Regions from separate parts of the Mus musculus genome. Here region 2 is linked to region 1. The links are chromatin contacts, called in public HiCAR-type maps. All regions are on one chromosome and are shown on one strand. Each heading gives the region's core, a stretch centred on a gene start, on an enhancer-like site or on the middle of the called end of the contact. The rest is flanking DNA. Distances are from core to core; before and after follow the strand shown. Region 1 overlaps 2010308F09Rik (RIKEN cDNA 2010308F09 gene). Region 2 has its middle 34 kb from the start of Nyx.

The links. HiCAR-type assays count read pairs that join an accessible place to other places.
Region 2: a HiCAR-type map of fibro-adipogenic progenitors shows a contact between it and region 1, with 6 times the contacts expected there. The contact joins two enhancer-like sites. A contact is called at or near these places in 6 of 484 Hi-C or Micro-C datasets (CD4 T cells, cortical neurons, embryonic fibroblasts and 2 more), 21 of 115 datasets of contacts at active chromatin or transcription factors (the NIH/3T3 cell line, the SCID.adh cell line, T-cell acute lymphoblastic leukemia and 14 more) and 1 of 9 other capture datasets (embryonic stem cells).

The regions. Positions count from the first base shown.
Region 1 is chrX:13,241,125-13,243,824 of GRCm38.p6, forward strand. All of the region lies in intron 1 of 2010308F09Rik (RIKEN cDNA 2010308F09 gene), which reads right to left. Among named protein-coding and RNA genes, the nearest start is that of 2010308F09Rik, 5.3 kb to the right of the region's middle. RefSeq lists an enhancer at 1-2,700. Within about 2 kb of position 1,432, at least 363 of the 459 cell types and tissues checked have an H3K27ac peak or open chromatin away from gene starts, as enhancers often do. A contact at or near this core is called in fibro-adipogenic progenitors and neural progenitor cells, where this site is marked.
Region 2 is chrX:13,494,216-13,496,915 of GRCm38.p6, forward strand. It overlaps the pseudogene Gm14506. Among named protein-coding and RNA genes, the nearest start is that of Nyx, 34 kb to the left of the region's middle. Within about 2 kb of position 1,291, at least 47 of the 459 cell types and tissues checked have an H3K27ac peak or open chromatin away from gene starts, as enhancers often do. A contact at or near this core is called in fibro-adipogenic progenitors and neural progenitor cells, where this site is marked.

The DNA.
Region 1 (2,700 bases), core at 182-2,681:
AAAATGGCCTCTAGGATCTAGTCAGGATCCTGTTGTGCTTCTAGCCCCCAGCCTTGGAGCTATCGTATTTGCATACCACTTAGCAGTTTCTGTTGCCTAAAACTCACTCTCCTATCTTCCCCTCCCCACTTGCCAATGTTTCCTGGCTCCTGGAACTGGTCTAACTGCCCTTTCTAATGCTGACACTCTTCAATACATTCTTCACGTTGTGGTGACCAAGAAGTATAACATTATTTTTGTTGCCGCTTCATAACTGCAAATTTGCTACCGTTATGAATTGTAGTGTAAGCATCTGTGTTTTCCGATACTCTTGGACGACTCTTATAAAAGGGTCTCCAAAGGGGTCTCCCCCCCCCCCCCAGGTTGAGAACAACTTCAAAAGCCCTGCAGCTTGTTTGTGTCTGCAGCTGTGCTTTACACATTAGCATGCAGCTCACCTCACTTGCCTTAGTCTCACTTCTGGGCTCAGTGGAGGCACCCTTCCCTTGCAGAGTGCCCTTGCCTCTGGCATTCTTGCTAGCTCTAAGTTCCACACCGGGCGGTGATTTATGGATGGCCAATTCCTTAGGATCCTGTGAGTCTGGCCAAGTAATTTGGATTCAGTGCGAGGGGGACATTTTAAGCCAGGCAATGACAAAACCAGGCAGTATTTTCTGCAGACTTATATTTCCTGTCGGAGAAAGAACTAAATTAAATGTCCTTTACAAGCCGTGAGACCCCTGGCTTCCTCCCTGTAACTGGTAAACCCTTCCTACCTTATCGGTAAAGGGACAATATGCTTATTTAGGCTGGCATTCCAAAGCATGGCCAGGAAGTCATCCCCGCAGCCCCAGCACCACAAGATGGATGGCAGGCAGCACCGCGGGGAGGAAAGCGGTACTTAGAAGACATTGGAAAAGCACATGCGATCGCTGTGAGCAATCTGCTGGCGAATTTGGAAAATTAGATGAAAGGGACAATCTTCTGGGTGTAAAATAACAGCACTAAGAAACAGAATATCAAGGGCCAGCCAGATATTTCAGTGGATAAAGCTCTCATAGTGCAAACGACGACCTGAAACCGACATAAAGGAGAAAGCCGACTGCACAAAGCTGTGTTCTTTGATCTCCACATGCCCTCCCCCACCCACTCCCTCATCACGCAGGAAAAGAGACACACGAGCTTTTTTTTTTTTTTTAAATTAAAAGAAAGAAATGGAGTAACAAGCCAGGCATGGCGGTACATGCCTGTAATTCGAGCACTCAGACGCAAAGGCAGGCAGGAGGAACACGAGTTTGAGCCTAGCCTGGCCTATATAGTGAGATCTTGTTTTAGCCTTCTCACCATCCTGTCCAGCTTTGTCTCCAGCTAAGATCTTGCTCGACTTTGCTACCCACCACTTTTCCTGTGCAGCTGCCGCTGCCGCTGCGGCGCGGCAGAGTATCCCAGGGTGCCTCTCCTGCCCAGTTCATTTTGATGGCGCTATTAGAACCTACATATGCAAACGAGACACAGTAACAAGATCAGAAAGAAAGTGGTTGAACTCCCTTGAAAGTATAAAGCCAAAAATCCTAAGTATATCAGGAAGTTGTGTTCAGGAGCCGGCAACACGCCGAAACTCTTAAGATGGAGTCGAGGAGATGCTGGGACGCAGGGTCTAGTCCTGAGTTCCTGGTGAGATCAGGCTGAGTCTACACGCAGAAACCATGTCCCTGCCTGGCTTTTCCCGCCTCCAACAGTCTGCTGAGAGTCCTCCCTCAGTCACTCAGGCAGAACTCAGATCCAGGGCTGTGCAGTGGGGGAGGGATTTGTGCCCCCCTTGGGGGAATGTTGGGGGCAGGGGTGGAGCTGCGCACATGCGCACACTCATGCCCTTTGTTCCTCTCGATCCTCAAGTCTCAGAACACAGTAGTGATTATGGGTTTATTTCTCCCCAAGGCGGAGACCAAGTCTCATAAATATTTCTTTCCTCTCTCCAGCCTGAAACGGATGAGGCCAAAAAGATTCTGGCTTGAAGGAACTCCTGGAGAGGATTTGCAACTGCTGGAGCTACTGGGTACAAAGAAAGCCTTTTGGAATCTTGGTTTAAGCTGTGTAGGAAAACGAAAAACATGACCTAGTTAGTTTCCTTGGGTTGTCACATGCCAGCTAAGCCACTAGAATGCAGACTGGGATCTCTCTGATGGATTGCTGCTTGAATGTTAAAGTAATCTCTGAGCTGTTTTAGGAAAGGGTATGGCCACTCTCAGCCAGTGGGAGAGAGTGCTGCTGGAGCTGACTCCACGGCCATCCGGAGTCATTAAGGTTAGGACTATGGGGACATTGCTCTAGGGTTGCCTGTAGATTAGAGGGCAGAGCCTCATACAGAGAACCAGGAAGGCACTAAGTAAAACAGAAGACGAAGCTGGGTGTGGTGGCGCACACTTGTAATCCTAACACCGAGAAAGGAGAGTTTGAGTTCTATGCTAGCCTTATTAAAAACGCGCCACTAAAAAGGAGGAAGACAGAAGGCTGCCCACAGAGTGAAGGGTAGGGGCAAGGTGGGCAAGAGTAAGAGTGCTAGTTTTTAAGGATGTAACCGGATCCGGATGCTGTTTATGTCTGACCGGTAAATAATGAAGACACTGTTCCCATTCAAGTCCATTCAGTTGGGACGGTGAGACGGTGAGATGGCTCAGCCTGTAAAGGTGTTATTTGCTGCCAAGCTCAACTGCTTCACTT
Region 2 (2,700 bases), core at 41-2,540, 250 kb after region 1:
AGGTGGCTGCTTTCTGACTCAGGCAGAAAACAGGAGCCAAGGACTTTGCAGGTCATTGTTAAGAGGTGAAATTTTTGCAGGTGTAATTTTTAAGAGGAGAAAAAAAAAAAAGGAGGTGTGTGTTAGAATGGGTTATGATGCAGTAGTATATTTTGATTGGGCATGTTAAGTATGTGAGCCAAAGGCTTTTAATTGCTGGACTTTGGGTAGCCAGCCTCAGGGATGAGTTGGGCATAAGAAGGTGTTTAAATAAAGGAATAGACCTAGCTTTAGGGATATAATTTATGGTTTACAAGGGAGAGGGAAGGAGGACAGGGGGAGGGCTAGGCTTGCCAGTATCATGTTAGCCAAGCCCAAGACTGCTAGAGCCCTTCACCTGTTATCCCAGCACTTGAAAAGCTGTGGCAAGATGGTTCAAGGTCAGCCAGGCTACATAGTGAACTTGTCTCACACAACAGAAAAGGGTAGATCTTGGAGGAGTTAGGGAGAAGAATAGGGAGGAGATATGATTAGAATATATTCTATACTCGTACAGGATTCTTAAAGAATAAAAAATATATTAAAATCAAAATATTAAAAATGGGTAAAGACAGAGTTCATATTTTTCCTTTAAAGAGTGTTTTCCTGCTGGGTGTAGTGTCTCTCTCTCTCTCTCTCTCACACACACACACACACACACACACACACACACACACACACACCTTTAATCCTTGTATTTGGGAAGTAGAGGCAGGAAGATCTGTGTGAGTTTCAGGCAAGCCTGGCCTACATAGCAAATTTCAGGTCAGTCAGAGCTACAGATCCTGTCTCAAAGACAAATGTTTTGAAAGCTCAGTGATAGCACTTATCTAGCATGTACAAGGCCCTGGGCTACACCCTCGGCTCTTAAAAATGCTTTTCATACACACACTCACTATACAATAACTAACTTTCCAAAGTTTGATCGTTGGAAAAAGTTCCCAGAGGGAACGTCTATAGGTGGTTTGCAAAATAGTTCCTTGCGTTGGCCTCCCAAGATGGTCAGCAACGCTCACTCTCCTCTTTGTCAGGTCAGCCCTATACTCCCTCCAGAGGTAGGCCTGTCCTTACTGCCACCTTCCCTCCTTCTGCAAGAGAGAAGACCCCTTTCTCTTTTGTTTTTGGCCAAAGTTGTCCCTGACCTCTGAATCCCTAGCAGCCCGGGAGAGCAGGGAATGACTCTTTTCCAAAGGGGTGGTTAAAGTGAGAGAGAGAGAAAAGTAGGGCAGCCAGCTGTTGCTGGGAGGGGCTGTTGGCAGCATTCAGGGCCCCAGCCTCCATATAGGCCTCACCCACATGCCTGGAACTGCCAAAGTGTCTCTTCTGTTTCCCAAACCAAACTGGCAGTGGGGAAATTTTTTTCTCCTCTTTAAAAGCCAGCCTCTGAAGCTCCACCTAGGAAACCGCAGGGTCTGGAAAGTCATGCCTTCTGCAGCGCTCCACCAGAACATCACACAGTCCTGCTGTGTGGCCACCAGAGCAAGCCTGTTGATCTTCTAGACTTTTCTCCATCCCAGTTCTACAATACTTAAAATTTGCTGCCCAGAGCTGGAAGGATAACAGTGAGGCCGGTCAGCCTAACTTACATAGATGGACGCATTTCTCTACAAATAGTAGGGAGGAATCGCCTCTCATTAATGTGTTCCAGGTACAATCAATGTTTTCCTCCTTTCTGTTGTAGCCCCTCTCTGAGAATGTCTGCAGGTTCTCCTTAGAGAGGCCTTAGTGAGCTTTCTGTTCACACAAGGCCCAACGGCTTCACAGCACAAAGGATGTCTTTTAGGATGACAGCGGGTTTTTTTTTTTTTGTTTGTTTGTTTTGTTTTTGTTTTTGTCTCAGGAAGCAGGGACTACTGAACTCTGTCATCCTCTATCTGTCCTTACATCTACTGGGCTACTGGGTGCTGGGGCAGGCACACCATTATATTCAGCTTTCAGGGAACATGGTGGAGGGTAGGGGTGGGCACAGTCCATGGGGCATCTAGATTGTATGATGTTTTTTTCAATTCTGGGGATGGAACCCAGGGCCTCATATATATTAGTCAAGCACTCTGCCACTGAAGCACACCCACAGCCCTGCTTTTGTGTCCCAAGCAGCAGCAGGAGCTGCTTCCCCTTGAGATAGCCCTCCTTGTCTCTCCCTGGCTGGGTTGATTTGAGTTTTCATCTAATTCTCTTCTCCCTAACACACCATACACAATCAGCCCCTGATCTGGAGGAGCAGTCTGGTGTTTGCTTCTCTGTGGTTTGAGGTACAGGCCAGAGTGAGGCCTGGCCTTTGGTCTCTTCCCTCCCCAGCCCCAGCCAACTTCAGTTCCTGAATGAAAGCGACCTCTGTTCCTTCTCTTTGTGCTCCAGGCAAATGAAATTGAAAGGCACTCGCAGTAACATACAATTTTGAAGGGCATTCCCTTGAAATTTTGCTGACTTTTAAAACTGTGTTCCTAAGAGGAGAAAACGAGTTGTTTATAGCCAGACTGAGTTCCACCAAGTCTAACCCCCACAGCGGTCCGAGGAGGCTTTTTCTCCATCCTTGCCACTGGTGGTGGTGTTCCCTATTGGCCTGTAAATAGCTCCTCACACCCCACTTTTCTGTTGTGGTTTTGAGAGATTTTTTTTTTACTTTTTGCCCAGGCTAGCTTTGAATTCACGACAACCCTCCTGCCCCAGTCCCCTGAGTGC